Regions from separate parts of the Anser cygnoides genome. Here region 2 is linked to region 1. Evidence: chromatin contacts called from public Hi-C data. All regions are on one chromosome and are shown on one strand. The core of a region is the stretch at or near the end of the contact, and the rest is flanking DNA. Distances in the headings are between cores, read along the strand shown.

Region 1 (7,775 bases), core at 2,939-5,438:
TGCTGTATAAAAGGCCGTAGTCAAAGCTGATCAAGTTTTCTCCCTTTGCTCTATATAACAGGTGTTAACAGAGGCAGCAGTTAACCCTTGAGCCCAAACTCATTCCTGATAGAAGTATTTGCTTCAATGGCCTTTCAGGAGCACAGATTATCTTGGCTCCCACTGTGACTAACAGCCTATCAGTGGAATATTTCAGATATTTAAAATTTGTATTAAGCAGTGAAAAGAGCTATATTAACATTCGGAAGCAAGGAAAAAGGCCTGTATGAAACCCTACCTTTTTTACAAAAGGCTTCTTTATGTGCCAAAGTCATAGTGAAAGCTGGAAGAGCACGGTATTAAAGTAAGGTTCATAACTAGCTTGGAAAACAGTACCAATAAGTCTAATAATCACGTTTAACACAGCCTTCCCACCTGCAGGAAGGCTTTTGGTAACCACGTTCATTGTAACTCAAGCCTTTACATCAGTTTAAAGGCACCTTCACAGAAACAGCCAGCCCAAACTAAAATCTTGGGACATACAAATGACCTGTAGATCTCATAAGGGAAAATTTCAGATATATTTGCTTCAGATTGCAGTCGGCTTATTTCTCTGAATTCTTCCCTCTGAAAAAACATGCAAATCTCAAGACGTATCGTGACTGATTAGAACATGAACACTGGAGACCATGGGCGTTCAACACGTACTTCATGAAATACAGGCCGCGTTCTTCCAGATGCTCATACAGCGAAGGTACTCCATGTTTTTCCAAGGTCGGGTATTTTTAACACCCCCCCCACCCCCCCACAACCCTGGGTGTTAGAACATTACACTAGGTCCCTAAAACTAGGTCACCAGGCGCAGCCCATGGCTGCTGGCATGGGAGAAGGGGATGCTGAAAGGCTCTTGGAGGAATTTAGCAGCACTCCTAGGGTGAGCAGGCGTCCGCACGAGCTCAGATCTTCCAGATGTGGGTAACGTGGGCAAATTCGTGGCAATGGTAAGTGATCTACCCTGCACACTGACCACAGACGCAGTTGGTTTTTTATGCTTTTGCTAAAAAACAATGGCGCTGCAAGATCTGTTTTAAAGAGGAGAAGTTGCGTTTGTTTTTTTTTCAATTAAGTCTAAACACATTTTTCTTAAAACTCCTTTTAAAGAAAAAGCTGAGCTGTTTTTTGTGAAATTTTCAACATTTAAAAAAAATGATCTGTAAGCAACTTAAAAACAGGCTCTTACAATAGGAAATGTCAGACACCCTGAATATTAGGTGCTATCACGCCTGCCCATAATAATTTCCAAATTAAATTTAGATTCTGCGGTATATCTTCACCTAAACAGATTTCCATAACCACCAACCAGTAACTCTTCTTTTAATTTAGGAGTGCTGTGTTAGATGAATTTGTTCCCAGACTCAGACTGTGAGGCTAGCATCCCAAGAGACACTCCCACCTCTTCCTGGGGATAAACAAACCAGCCCTGGGAACATGAAACAAACAGCAAGAAACAGTATTTAGCTTCTATAAATTTTAATAAACTAAAACACAGGATTGAAATCTTGGTATATTTTCTTATTTACTGTTACCCTGAAGTGAAAATAAAGGAGAGGAGGGGATAGAGTATATTTTTGCACATACTTCAAATACACGAACGTACCATTTTTGCCATTCAATACGCTTCCTATCTACCCACCTTTTTTGGTTTGCTTTGCCTTTTAAACAGCCTGGCACTAGCCAAAAGTCTGCCTTTTTTTTTTTTTCTTTAATCTACACGAGGAAGGTATCTACATCGGCCTCAAAATCCTAAAAGATATTTTTCATGGTCATTCTTCAGTTTGCAAATTGGGCCATTAAAAGTAAGTTGTGCCACTGCCATTTTGATCACCACATGCAAGAAGTTAGTGCTGTTTTGTGAAACTTGTTCTGGATTCTGTCCTTAGAACTGCACAACTCTTTTACTCCCTCCCTTCCCCCGTTTTTCTAATACGGCAAACATTAATCTCTATGCTTCTGAGCACTACAGCTAAGTAAGCAACTTTTGACATTCTCGGATATTTAAATTTACAAAAGATACTGGCAATTAGGAGGGACATCTTAGCTCAGTTTACCATGGCAGCATTAATACTCGTTTCCAGCTTACTGCCGCGTTAAACGTGCATGTGAGGTATGCATTGCTGGGTGGGGGAGGACAAAGGGGAACAGAAGCGTACATTTAATAAGTACATTGGAGAGAGTGGAAGACAACAGGCAGACTATGAAGAAATTCAATATACATTGCTGGAAATGGTTTAGCGTTAGCTTTGGAAACCCAGGAATTGCTCCGTTCCGTCACATAAATGGGAAATGAGGGGGCTGCCAATGATAATTGCTTCTCTGACCTCCACCTTCCTGGGTTAAGCAGTCAAAAAGGAATATTGTGTAAATAGCGTTAGTAAGAATGTCACAAAGCTGAAGATCCCAAGCTACTTCAAAGTGCACCGGGTCTCAAGTGACCCATAGTAGGATTTCCCCCCTCCTCAAATGGGCTATCTCCTCCCATCTTCTGCGGGCTTAAAAACCCGGAGAGGAGCAAGCCGCCATCTCAGCCTCAGTAGCTGGGCTGTGTTTTCCTCTCGCCATTCCCCCAGCTATCACTCCTCATTCACGCCACACGGCGGAAGGGCAAGCCTCATCTCTTTGAACTTTTCTCCACTATTTTCAAAAGAGATAGGGGCAGCGGAAAAAGAGAAGAGGGAGGGAGGAAAAGAGAGAAAGACAGAAAGGACACATCAAGGTGAGTTAGATTTCCACATCATTTATCCTACAAGAAAGCACACGCTTTAATCTACCCCGAGCCAGACACGGGCATTGTTAGGGTTGCATTTTGTCTACAAAGCTAAAGAAGCAGCGAGTGCAGCATTACGCTGCTGTGTCAGGCTAGTTCAACCAGTTTCACAAGTTTGCTGGAAAAGGAAGTGTGACATTTTCATTTAGAAGAACATGAGCAAAGCTCAGGAACATGGCTAGGCATGTTCGCGTAAATGGGACGGTGTGCTTCTGAACAGGAGGGAGCCTTGTTTTAAAACCAACCAAACATTTTAACGACCGATGACAGATTTGCCTGAACGTAAAACTTGAGCACAGCGAAACTTCGCTGAAGATAATGGGAAACAACCAAGAGAGAGGTTTCGAGAGGAAAAGAAAGGTCGTGTATCGCAGTTGCAGTCCTTCGACACGCACACAGCTCGTGGCACGCTGCTGGAGCAGGTACAGACACACGGCGTCACCCAGGAGGGATGCCCGGGCAGGGTGCCTGCCTGCCGTACCGACACCGCCTTACCCCACCGTACTCCCTTGGGTATATGGGAGAGCGCGCTCAGCACCACCTCGGCTTTCAACCCCACTGCACCCAGACAGGAGTTTCAGAAGAATTTTTGGGCGGCAGAGGGGAGGGAGGGGAAGAGGAATGCCAGGACTGAACACACTCACATGGGCTACATGTTTTAAAGAACTCCAATTACTAGAAGTTCGCCTGTTTTCAAACCCACAGTTACATTCCTAAAGCGTAGAGGTCCAGGAAGGTGCCCCACGCGCACTCACACAGCTAGCGGAGGTCCCGGAGCCCTTCAGGCAGAGCCCAGCTGTGGGACCTGCCTCCCAGAGCCCCGCTGGAGCCTGGGACAAGCTCCACGGTGTTTTAGACAGAGCCCCATGCGGGGCCTCGGAAGGGGCCAGGAGCCGTGTATTGCTCAGCAAGGCTGCTGAAGGAGCCTGAGCACGCTGTATGAACAAAGGGGTCTCCCCCTGACAGACTTTAAAACATCCGGTCCAGCCGTCTCTGCGTGGATATAGTTGTGTTCCTCGGCCTTTCGTTACTTGCTACGAACATCTGTAGGGACTGGTCTGCTTCTGCCACTGCAGAGGGCATGCACCTTCAGACGGTGTGGATGGGAAGGGGGCCTTGGCACTGGGAGCAAACGGCCCGGCTGCACACACGCGCAGGGTGACGGCTGTCTGGGTTTAGGGGGGATTCAAAACCACCCTGTGGAGAAACTCGGGAAGGGGCACAGGAACCTGCTGCCCAGCCAGAACACAGCCTGGGAGGGTCAGCAGCAAGGGCTGGGATTTGTTACCCCTCCCTGGAAAAGGTACGTGCAAAGGGAAGGTCACCTCCACAGGAGGGTGAAAGAAGAAGCAAATTCTTGTGGTTTGAAAGGTGGGCCAAGAGAGCGGAGAGAAAGAAAGGACATGGGGGCGGTTCTATCTATCACCACATGAACAAAATCATTTTAAAAATAGGCTAGAAATGCCAGTTCATTTCACATGATCCTGCCATCAAGGACAGGAGTAAGAAATTCCACTCCCTCAGCCCCACGTGCTCGCAGCCAAAACGCGCTCCGTGGTTACAAATGCCGTATCTGTCACAACAGACCTCGGCCAGGCAGAGCCGAAGGGTTTCCAGTCGTGGGGCTGTCCAGTCCCGAGACACAGGCTTCCTTACTGAGGGATGGACCAACCGACCATAAACTGGGACATCTCCACATTCCTCGCAAACGAGGAAACAGTGTGAACCCAGGATTTTAGGCTTCACATCCGTTTATGAAGCTACATGTTTTAGAAGGACTGAACCGAACTGTATCGACTGGAAAAAAAGTCAGGACGCCAAGACAAACAAAACATGGTCTAAAAGCTACCCTGTTGCACAAAGACCTTTGAGCTACTGAATCCTGTCTCTCCACAATGATCTTTAAAGCCTGGACGCGAGTCAGCTGTTGGCTGTTAGCATTCATCTTTACACTTTCAACTGTTCAGACATAAAATACTATTACAGAAAGGCTGGAAGATTCCTTCATCAAGAAGTTGTTCAGATAAAATGAAAAGGATAGTGAATTCCTGAGGTAAGAACAGTTTTGTTACGCTGCTCTCTGTAGTAGACAAGGAGACAATTTGGAATTAAAAATGGTCTTGCTCACCGTAAAACAAAGACAGCATCTGTGGGATGTTCTCATAGCTGTATAAAACCAGAAACCTCAAAGATCAAAAGACACAAACCAGCCTTTTACCTCAAAAGCCAAGAATCAGAGCAGCCAGGGTCACTATCCTGAACCTGAACTTCTGAATTACAGTGCTTAGTTTTTCTAAATACAGAACAAATTTCAATCTTCTGTTTCTCTTCAGGTCCATGAAATACCTGGTTTAGCTATTTCATATGCTCCACCGTGTATGAAAATTACCTGTAGGGCAACCTAGCACTGGCGAAGTATTTACTATTTATGTGAAGGAACTCTAATGAATTATCCAAAGAGGGGTTAAAGGAGTCCAGGGGGGACAACATGTACAGACTAACTTCTGATAATGGTGTCCAGACCGTAAGTCTGACATTGCATGTGCTCCTCTGAAAACATAACAAGAGGCAAAGGCTTGGTCTCCAGCAATGAAATTGGTGTGCTCTTACTACACAGTATCACTGCAGGGGAAGAGAAAAGATTACATATAAAAATATATTTCTTCACATTTAATCCACATGACTTCCCGAGGTATAATAAATTTTAACAGTTTGGAATTCAGATGCTATAAATAACAACATAATAACCAAGGACAGCAAAAAGGATGTCAGAAGTTGACCAGCTCTGAAATACTGCATGTTGTATTATGAATGGTTTCCAAAACTATTACTGTACAGAGAGCTACTCCTAATCTGCAGAAAAATTAGACTGCTATTTTTTATGTACATCATTAGTTACAAGTGAAGCATACCTGTTTAAAAAAGTTACAGTAAAATAAACCATCTACATTAAAATTATGCCTGGCAAATGCATCAGAAGATAAATATAAATGCAAGAGGGAAGATAGTTAAGTAAGAGAAAGGACGATCTGGCACAAGCAGAGATGGAAATAAACTCCCAGTAAGATTTGCACTTAAGCTGGAAGTGAGCAAAAAGTTCCTAAGTAATGGAGCAACCTCCGAGCCAGGGTAGCGAATGCGAGGAGCTCCGTGTTCGGAGTGAGGCACGGCAACGTGCAGCGCGCACAGCCATGTGAACGGAGCCCGCGCGGTCTCACACGAGCACAGCGTGCAGGTTCCCCATCTGTCCCATGCGGAGAGGGAGCGTGTCTGACCTTGCAGAAATGAATTTTCAGGTTCAGAGTGAACGTGCAAGCATTAGCAAGTTAACTGCTTTTCTTTCCTTTCCTTCTCCTCTTCTCTCTTCTTTTTCCCTTCTTATTGGGGGTGGGAGAGGTGTTGGAAGGTTAAGAAGGGAGAGAGAAAAGCATGGGGAAAGACAAACTAAGAAAATATTTTAAGCAAACCTGACATCATGTAACCTGAATTACATGCATTATTTCATACGGTTGCCCATACTTCTACAGACAAAAGATTTTAATTTTTTTTTAAATTAATGTAAAAACGATACATACAACTTCATTCTGTTTGTCCTTCCTCAAAGGCACACTGCAGACACAAATAGATCCTGCTAAAAAGTTCTGAATGGTGAAAAGATCCGTGCTTCAGCCTCAGGCTAAAAACGAATCTGTTCCTACTGTATCGCTTTCCTGTTAAATATCAATAAACAACAGAAGTCCTCAGTGACTTCTCTGCAAGACTTGCTGTTTCTGCTTCTGTTCATCCATTTATGTTCTCTATTATATTTCAGGTTAAGCATATTTTGTTAATTATGCAGCGGTATAGGATACATCTTCCTTTCACACGTTTTTAATTAAAAAACAAACACACACAGCAATAGGTAGGTTTTTCTAGTCATTTAAGCCTTTAAGCTCAGGTCAAAGCCTGCCCAGCAAATTATGCAATTATGTTTTATTTCCCTGCACATACTTCTTCATTGCAAAAGAAAAGCTGATGATAAAACTTTTTCATATACTGCCGAGGGAGAAGCAACTACAAGGCCAAAAAAGATTGCCATGGTGGCACAGAAGTGCCCTAAACAGGAATGCTCATCTGCAGCTCATTCCGGAGTTTGGCTGTAAAAACGATCCGCGCAAACACGGGGGCCGTTGGGGTATCAAAATACGACCATAAAATATGTGACACGCACTGCCTTCTGCCTCGATGCAGACGGCGAGCGCGCTGCCGTCTCCTTATTAAAACCTGCCTTCATTACGCCGCACGTGACGGGAATCCTGGCGCAGGCAGCGCTCGGACATTATTGCCATCGCGTCACGTGGGCTGTTTGCGGCGAGGCACAAAACGATTCAATAAAAACGCCGGAATGCAAGCACCAGCAGCGGTACAACTGGGAGAGATTTCACAGATATATCTGCGAGGCCGGAGACCGCGAAGAAGAATTATCCAATATCAGAAAGAAATTGTACAGGAGTCCTCACAAGAGATGGGCAATTTATTCTCCCAAAACATGGGGAACAAATAAAATTACCTGGCAACTTCATCAACTAATACCTCACCTCCCATCTCTCGTTCATCAGCGAGCCCGTTTTCACAATGACTTCCCATGTCCCCACCTCCATTTTCACCCTCCGTTTTATTTTTTAGACAAGCTCCCGCTGCTCGATGTCCACTCCAACTCCTCTTCCCCAGATGTCCTCCCCGAAGGCCCGGCCATTCCCACCCTCCCTCCCTCGTGGAAGGGATGCCGGCGGGCTCCCTCCTGGGCCCTTCTCAGGGCTGCCCGGGCCTCCTCCAGGCGCCCATCCCTCCTCCATGCCGATCCCGCCTCCGGGAACGTCTCTGGCACACTCCTGGGAGGGCTGCTTCCAATTTTCTGTCATCTCTTGGAAAGAGATCTATGAGCCTTGGACACGGCGTTTTACACACCCAAACCGGACGCCTTGGGGAGGGC
Region 2 (7,775 bases), core at 3,272-5,771, 89 kb before region 1:
GGTAGATAATGACACACTCATTCTTTCACCTAGATTTAACAGAGGAGCAAAATGATTTTAAAATGTATATAACTATCTTAAAATCAGTTGCTAAAACTACCAAAAGCAGCAGCATACTTTATACATTGTACTTTTTTTTTTAACAAAGTAAACTCAGTTGACGAGGTGAGAGAATTTGAACGACTTAATAACATAGTTATAAGCTGGTTTTCTATTTTAAAAATTATGTTAGAAATGCTTTTAAACATTTTGCATGAGACTCTGTAAATCTTTGCTTGAAATAGAAGAGTGCATTCATTGTACCTTTGGAAAAGGTGGTCTGAGAAAAGTACTAAACGATGATTGCATTATAACGGTAGCCATGAAATTTGCAGTTAAAGTGTAAAAAGTAAATTCCTTAGAGCCAACGTAGCAAGAAAGAGCAGACCTTTGATATCCTGCTGGGGAGGGGTCCTTACGATGAATTACTGCCCAAATCAGTAACGTTTTGAAACATGCTGAGGGCTCTCTGCTCCCATCAATGTAATGACACTGGAGGATGCTTGGTAGCAGTGCTCAGTACTGCTCTGGACAATACCTCACAGAATTGCGCCTGAACAATTGAATCAAGAAAGCACTTCAGTGATAACAGGTTCCCCCTGGGAAATTACTGGTTAAAGAGGGAAGGAGGGATATCAGTACAAGAATTTTAAGATGCGTAAGGAACTGGGAAATGGGGACCAGGGGGACTGATCACAGAAACAGACTGTGTTGAAAGGGGAACATCAGGCTGTAGGAAAGTCAGAAGTTAAAGATCTTGTGGGTCGTATTTGGGACAATTCTCAATCTATTTTAGGAATTAAGCACTAGGACTCTGTTAATCACATTGGTTAACTACTAAGTAGGGAAGCATAGTCAATAACACAGATGATCAAAAGGCTATCTAGGAAACTGGACCACCTTTTGTGCTGGAGTAACAAAAACGCAAAGATCTATACTTACGGACCAGAAAGAGGCCTTTTCTAACTGAAAAGCGATAGGATTATCAGTTATAAATGGGAAAAGGCAAGGAGGGAAAATCTGACTATATTTTTTGATAATTACAACTAACCATTTGCTGTCACCCTGAACCAAAAAACATACATATTATTAGGATGAATTAGGAGAATTATTTCCAGTGGAGGTAGGGAAACATACGCCACTGCTGATGTGCCATTGATGAGCCCTCATGAACACAAAATTAAAAAAAGCCTAATGCTAACTGGAATGGGAACTGAGAATGGCTATGAGCATGACATGACGGGAGACTGAAGGAGGGCATGTTAGTTAGCGTGGCAAAAAGTAAAGCTGCTATTTTGTGACATCTTTTTAAAAATGTATTTGCAGCTAAATATCAGGGAGGGAAGAGAGCACCATGTTTAGGATGATCATCAAACCATTACTGGAATTTGAAACAACTTCCTTTTAGGAATAATGAGGTCCAGGAAACCTAGTGAGTATTAAGATGAAACCTGATAAAATAATGGGATTATATCACAGTCAATGTGACAGTAAAGGCTCGCAGACCGGAAGGGACACTCGGTCTCAGATCCCTACATCAGAAATGAAAGATCATAAATAGGCTTCTGTATGGGATTGTTTTAAATGGGCTTTTCAGGAAATTGGAAGTGAGGTGCAAATGACCTCAAAGGAAAGAAGTTTTTCTATGGGCAGCGTAAAGGGAGACTGATCATGTGGTTTGTGTTATCTCTTTCATCTTACAGAGCCTGTGACCTCTAAAGAAGAAAGATTATTTTCTTCCTTAATTTATGCATTGTAACCAAGCTTCCTGTTGTATCATCAGTATTTTTAAAGTGACGTACTCATCTGAACAAAAACCAAGTGTTGCCTGCGTTTCCTCAAATTAAGACGCACGAAATATTAAAGTCTTCCTTGTATCCACATCGTAACAGATACTTTAAAAGGTCAGCAGCATGAACACCTTTTCAGATTTTCAGACCATATCTTGGCTATTCACACAGCCAGGGCCCCGCTGCACCACCCGGGAGGGAAATGCAGGCACCTGTGCTCGAACCAAGCCTGCTGGCTCCGCTCAGCACCGTGCAGCAGCTAACAACCCCTTGCTAGTGACAGCAGTGCTGGCAATCCGCTGCTGCCTTCTCACTCAGCCAGTTTCCACCTCTGTGACCTGGGAGCTCCATAGGAGCCTGGAGCCCTCCAGCCTTGGGGTGGTTTTGGCCGGTGGCTGCGTGCCTGCCTGAAGGTGAGACCGCAAGCGGCCGATTTGTTCCACTGCAGCAGCGCAAAGCGGCTGCAAGCGTGGAGATTGTCAACTTCAGCCAAATTTAGGGATGTTCCACATTGCAAAGTTATCGAAAATATTGTTGGGCCTGGCCCCGATTTTCCATATCGCCTCTTAAAACAAACGCATCATTCTCCAAAGACACCAGATTCACCAACATACATGAGTATCGCTCACAAGACATTTAAAATCATCAAAAGGTAAAAATATTCTCAAAGTACGTAATTCTGACTGCTAATCCTTAAAGGTTACACTACATGTTCTTCGTGTTTGTATTATATTCAACGTATCAAGGACTAGGTTCTGATCAAGTTCCATACAGGTAACCATAACTCAAGGGCTAAATCACTCTAAAATCTGTGTTAAAAAATATGCAACACTGAGTTACGGTGTCCCACAGAACCTTAACTCTTGACTTTTCTTCACACACATGCAACAGCATAAACATCTTTATTTCATGACCAGGAGCTACTTGTTTGACATGATATAACATTCAATTCTAAAACAAAGATGACACTGACAGGACGAGGTAGCTATTCAGTATCTTGTTTCATCCTCATTATTCAGCGTGTGGTCCCAAGGTATTACTTATGGAACACCATCCAAATGTCACCCTCGCTACAGAATAATTCATTGTATTATAGGCCATTTTCTTGTTAAAAAAAAAAAGGGGGGAGGGGAGAGAATTATGTGGCTGAAGCTGGTATCTGCCAAATTGGCCGTCCATGTTTTATTCCCAGGTTGTATAACCCCTGAGTAAGGTATGAAGACTATTAAGAAATACTCAGAAGTATAAAGTGAAATAATTGCTAGTACCACCTAAACTGACAATGGGCTGAGTGTCAAGTTGCAGGAAAGCAAATATTGCCCCGCAGGCAAAAGCTTTCTTTGCTTGGGAAGGAAAGGGAGCAGCACAGCCGCGGCAGGAGGCCCTGTTTCATCTACACCCCATCCAGCAGCCACCTCGGTGTTTGGACCGAAGTGAAGCACCGCAGCAGCATCACCGATTTTTTTTTATTTTTTTCCTGAGATTTTGGCAAGAAGCCCGAAGTCAGCTGTCAATAGAAAATTTCGAAAGGCTGCGACTCATCCAAATACGAATGGATTTTCAGCAGGCCACAGAGAGCACCTGTCTGCTTGACAACTATTATTCCTCTCCAGCAAATTTCGAAATCCTGCTGCAAACCAGGAAGGCACTAGAGCCCCTCAAAATTAAGGGCACGTCATTTATTTATTTATATAAGCGAAGGCGTAAGTCAGCCTAAACCTAGGGATCACTGCTTCCCTATCCTCAATAACACCCCTTCTAGCCCTGTAATTTCGCTTTACAGTTATGAGAAGTTTCATTTCGGGGGATCAAATTCTTTCGACTCCCACCTCTGCCTAACTCCGCGCTCATTTAATGCGTTATTTCCATGAAGCTCGGGAGAGTTCACAGCACACGCTATTTCTGCTGGAGGCCAATCCAGACTCGCGCAGCCCAGGATAGCAACCAGTTAAATCTTCTCTAATCCCTGCATTCAGAAATGGTGGCTCACGGAGGCTGGCACGCAGGAGCTGAATAGAAGCGGCAAGCTCGTATTTCTCTCACCAGGCCAAATTAATAAAAACAAAACCTGATTTCTCCTCCTCATTTTCCTATTCTTCCTCCTCCCCAATATTTTTCCTCTTTCAAACGCTTTTTTTTTTGTTTGAGAAGCTTAATGTTTGGCTGCCTTCTGAAGAAACGGGCACAGTGACAGATGAAAGACTGTATTCAGCGTATAATTCAGAATAGGAAAAAATCGACCGCTGTGCATTTAAGATTCTAACAACCTTGCAATTTTGTATAGCCGTTTTCCCCAACCCGTTCTTTTGAAGAAATCTGCTTTTATTCTGTTAATAACTAACCACAGTTGCAGCAGCATGGATCCGATTAGCGGTTCTTACGGTACAAAGGAGAAGGGGGGGAGGGCTGTGAACAGGGTTGCCAATTTGTCCACCTGGGTCCCCAGGAGAAAGATTAGATGAGGCGCTTGCTCCTTTTTTCCCCACTCGCTCACTGCTCCGCACTAGACAGACCTCTTCAAAGCTCAGCCACTGACTTCATTTTTTTTTTTCTTTTCTAAAGTCTCATTTAACCGCCCCGCCACATGTTTTGCACTCTGTGCCACCGCATCCCTCCAAAGCAACGGTGCAAATTGGGATGAGAGGGGGCTGGAGAGGCTGCGGCAGCAGCTCGCCCAGCCAGCGCATTCTCTCACACCTCCACAGTGCCTTTGAATTGCCTTTAGATTTTCTAAGCTGTATTTTCTGAAATCGGTGTAAAACAGCGAGAGAAGCGTCTGTGTTCTTCAGTGACTGATCCAAGCCCTGGAACCGCACCGTATTTCTTACGCTGTCCCTTTAAGCCTTTCATAAAAATGATAGCTTTGCTCGCGTTTAGACTGAAAGGCTGCATGGATTTAGTCATTCGTAATTACTTGGGACGTGACATTACATGTTTGTTAATGCAGAAAGCATATGCTTCAGCTAGAGGAAAAACATTCTCAACTTCTTTATAAAATGTCAGTTAACCAGAATATAAAACTGCTATTGATGCAAGTGCTAAATAACTAAAAGCTCTTAACAAAGGAGAGGGCAGTATTTCCTCATTATATTTTGCTCATTTCTTCCTCCCAGAATCGAAACCTACCCTGTCGCACACCTGAAACTTAAAGCACAAGGATTCCATTTAGGAAGTAAATCCAAGTTCCAAAAGAAAGAATTTTTCATTATCCATGCCCATTCTCTAGGCTTCATTTATTACTACAAGGAAAGTTTTTCTCTAAACTGTTCCTCGTTGTGTCTACCAGTTTTAAGAGCCTGAGAAGCACAAGAAACTTCCAGTATCTGCCACCTAACAGAAACCTTCAGTCCTGATTTTATTATTGCCAAATTTTAACAAAACCATGTATCAGCTTTCATTTATAATATTTCCGGTGTAAAATCATCCAAGATGCCAAAGAAATGGTAAACATGAAATAAAATTGCATTTTTTAATCCGTATTTCTTTTTTCTTTGATCCGTCTCCATGTAGGAATTGTTCCGAATCAATATTAATCATCAGGTGGCGTTAGCTCTGGTGGAGTTTCACTCCTCCCTGCTTCTGAGCCTCTCAAGTTTGGGCAGGTAGGTGGAAAGTGGAGCAGAGCTGATATGTGGCAACGAACTATTTTGCCTGTCCTGCCTGCTACTTCTTGCACTACTCCATCGCCTGTGATTAATAGGCATTTAAGTAGTAAAATGCGTGCGCTCTCATTAATCCTATCCTCAAAAGGAACAAACCCTTCTTAGACGATCTGTAGTTTCTCTTATTGCATTAAAATGCACGTTGCACAGCCGGCACAGTTCTCAGGGAAGAGGGGGAAATGGCGAGTTGCATGCAAAAAGGCTGAAAGCACCTGGAGGCAACCCAGCCTCCAACAAACACTTGGTGGGTCTGATCTTCCTGAAGACAAGATCTATCATGCCATATTTCATCTTGCCCAACAGCGATAAGCTCCTCAGCCTGGTGCAGAAGCAGAGCGGTTCCCCACGCGTTTTTCATCAGCTGGGAACTTTCCTCCGGGTCACTCCCTCCGCAAGGTCGCGCGGGCGGCACGCAGCCGCTCGCCCCGCCTGCCGCCCGCCGACACCGCTCCCGTGTCACTTGCTGTTTGGAAGGGGGAGGATCAATGTTAGCAACCCCTGGTTATATCATTTATAAACATGCAGATGTGGATTATTAAAGATTAATGCATTTTGGGATTGGTGTCGGCATTCCGTTTGTCTCATGCCGAAACCAATTCTGTTCTTCATTAGTCAACGACAACCCGCATCACCCTGTTGTGGAAGAAAAATCAAAGGTGCAAGCGTGAATTGAGAATAAGTGATGAAACTGATTACTAAGAAACTTAACGGCTGTAATCAATCAACACATCACAATAATTTGAGTCCACTGTTATCTGGGGATGGGGAGCAAACAGCAAAGCTCGCTGTCAGAGCCAGTTGCTCTCTCCTGTTTACTTTCTGAAAACCCACTTGGCAATTCCAACTCCGTACCTACCTACGGAGCAAACCTGCCAAAGAGCCGTCCGAAGCCTTCAACAGTTCAACCTGCATAAGCTCGGTCCCTCAGGAGGAGAGAGAATACCTTGCTTTTCATTATTTTGTTTTAAAAATGTTATCTGGAGGTAGTAGAAATGTTCTCTTTTTGAGGCTAAATGCCTGTTTTCTAGCTGAGCTAGAATTAATTCGAGCCACCTTTGCAATTATTCAGGTTCCTTCTTCTAAGGAGGGATGTAACACGTACCTGTCTAGTCAGTTCTGACACTAACCATGAAGTACGAAGGACGCTTTAAATATCTCTAATGGCAGTGATACACAGTCCACATTAACCCTGAAAAACTAACAGCCCACCCCATCACAGAAACAAGCCACTTACTACTTTCATGCTGCATTTTACCTGGGTATAACAGCCATCTTTCAACATCAACGAAAAACTTCCAGCGGGAACATGAGAGACTTCCCATTCACCGATCAATCACTGCTTAATATTGCAAAGGAGGAGGGAGTGAAAGACAACCTTTTAATTAATGATAATACACAAATTAATGCTCTATTTGCAACACAGAAAAAGAAGCAAAGAGGATCTGTGTTTGTGTAGGCAAATAAGAATGACAGGAAAAAAAATCAAACTTTCAAAAACAAATATACTCTATCTTAAATTTCTGGAAAAAAACCACAAGTGGGCTTCACAAAAAAAGAAATAAATGAACGGGTCAATGATTAAATGTAAACAGTAATAGTTCAATGACAGCCTTAAAGTATACAAACATATCTGTCAAATCTTGGCGGCTCTGGTAAGTCTATTTGAATTTTGCCATGTGAACCAGAGCACATGCATAATTATGCAAAGATTTTAATTGGATTTCGACAGTCGCCTTACTCCAGGTGGATTCGTACCAGCGCAGGGCTAGCGGTGAGTCACGGAGCTTCAAGAAGCGGCCTGCTGCACGCACGCTGCCAGGGCACGCTCATCAGCTGCTGCCCCAGACGTTTTGCAATGGCCAGGATGGCGAAAACAGGCCTGGCAGGAGTCCGGGGAGACAAATAATGAACGGGACAAAGCACGGCCAGGGGGAGGTGTGTGGATTTGTCTGTCTGGGGCAGGTTGACACGAAGGGTTTGTAGGGTGCTGGTTTACGTGAAGGGCTTGTAGGGTGCTGGATCAGCCTCTGTGCTGTGCTCGGTGGCCCCTGCAGGATGGCCAGCTGATGGGGCAGAAGCAGTCATCACCACTGTCTCATCTCACACTGCAATTAAAAGCCCAAACTGCACTGCCTGGCTGTGAAATGTAAATGGTGACAAACCAGATATTAAGCAAGTGAAAACACTACAAGCTGAAAAATAAAAACTGCCACTGAAAACCACCACCCAGGGCATGCTGGGTTTGGTGATATTTTTGGTTTGTTTCTTGTTTTTTTCTATCCGA

Evidence for each region. Hi-C and Micro-C count contacts between places; a contact is called where the count stands out from the background.
Region 2: a contact with region 1 is called in a Hi-C map of liver, with 4 times the contacts expected there. The contact joins two enhancer-like sites. A contact is called at or near these places in 2 of 7 Hi-C or Micro-C datasets (both in liver).

The regions. Positions count from the first base shown.
Region 1 is chr3:56,543,959-56,551,733 of Taihu_goose_T2T_genome, reverse strand. All of the region lies in intron 5 of ARID1B (AT-rich interaction domain 1B), which reads right to left. Among named protein-coding and RNA genes, the nearest start is that of ARID1B, 150 kb to the right of the region's middle. Within about 2 kb of position 4,188, at least 2 of the 3 cell types and tissues checked have open chromatin away from gene starts, as enhancers often do. A contact at or near this core is called in liver, where this site is marked.
Region 2 is chr3:56,633,112-56,640,886 of Taihu_goose_T2T_genome, reverse strand. The region is part of intron 7 of ARID1B (AT-rich interaction domain 1B); the gene reads right to left. Among named protein-coding and RNA genes, the nearest start is that of TMEM242, 170 kb to the left of the region's middle. Within about 2 kb of position 4,521, at least 2 of the 3 cell types and tissues checked have open chromatin away from gene starts, as enhancers often do. A contact at or near this core is called in liver, where this site is marked.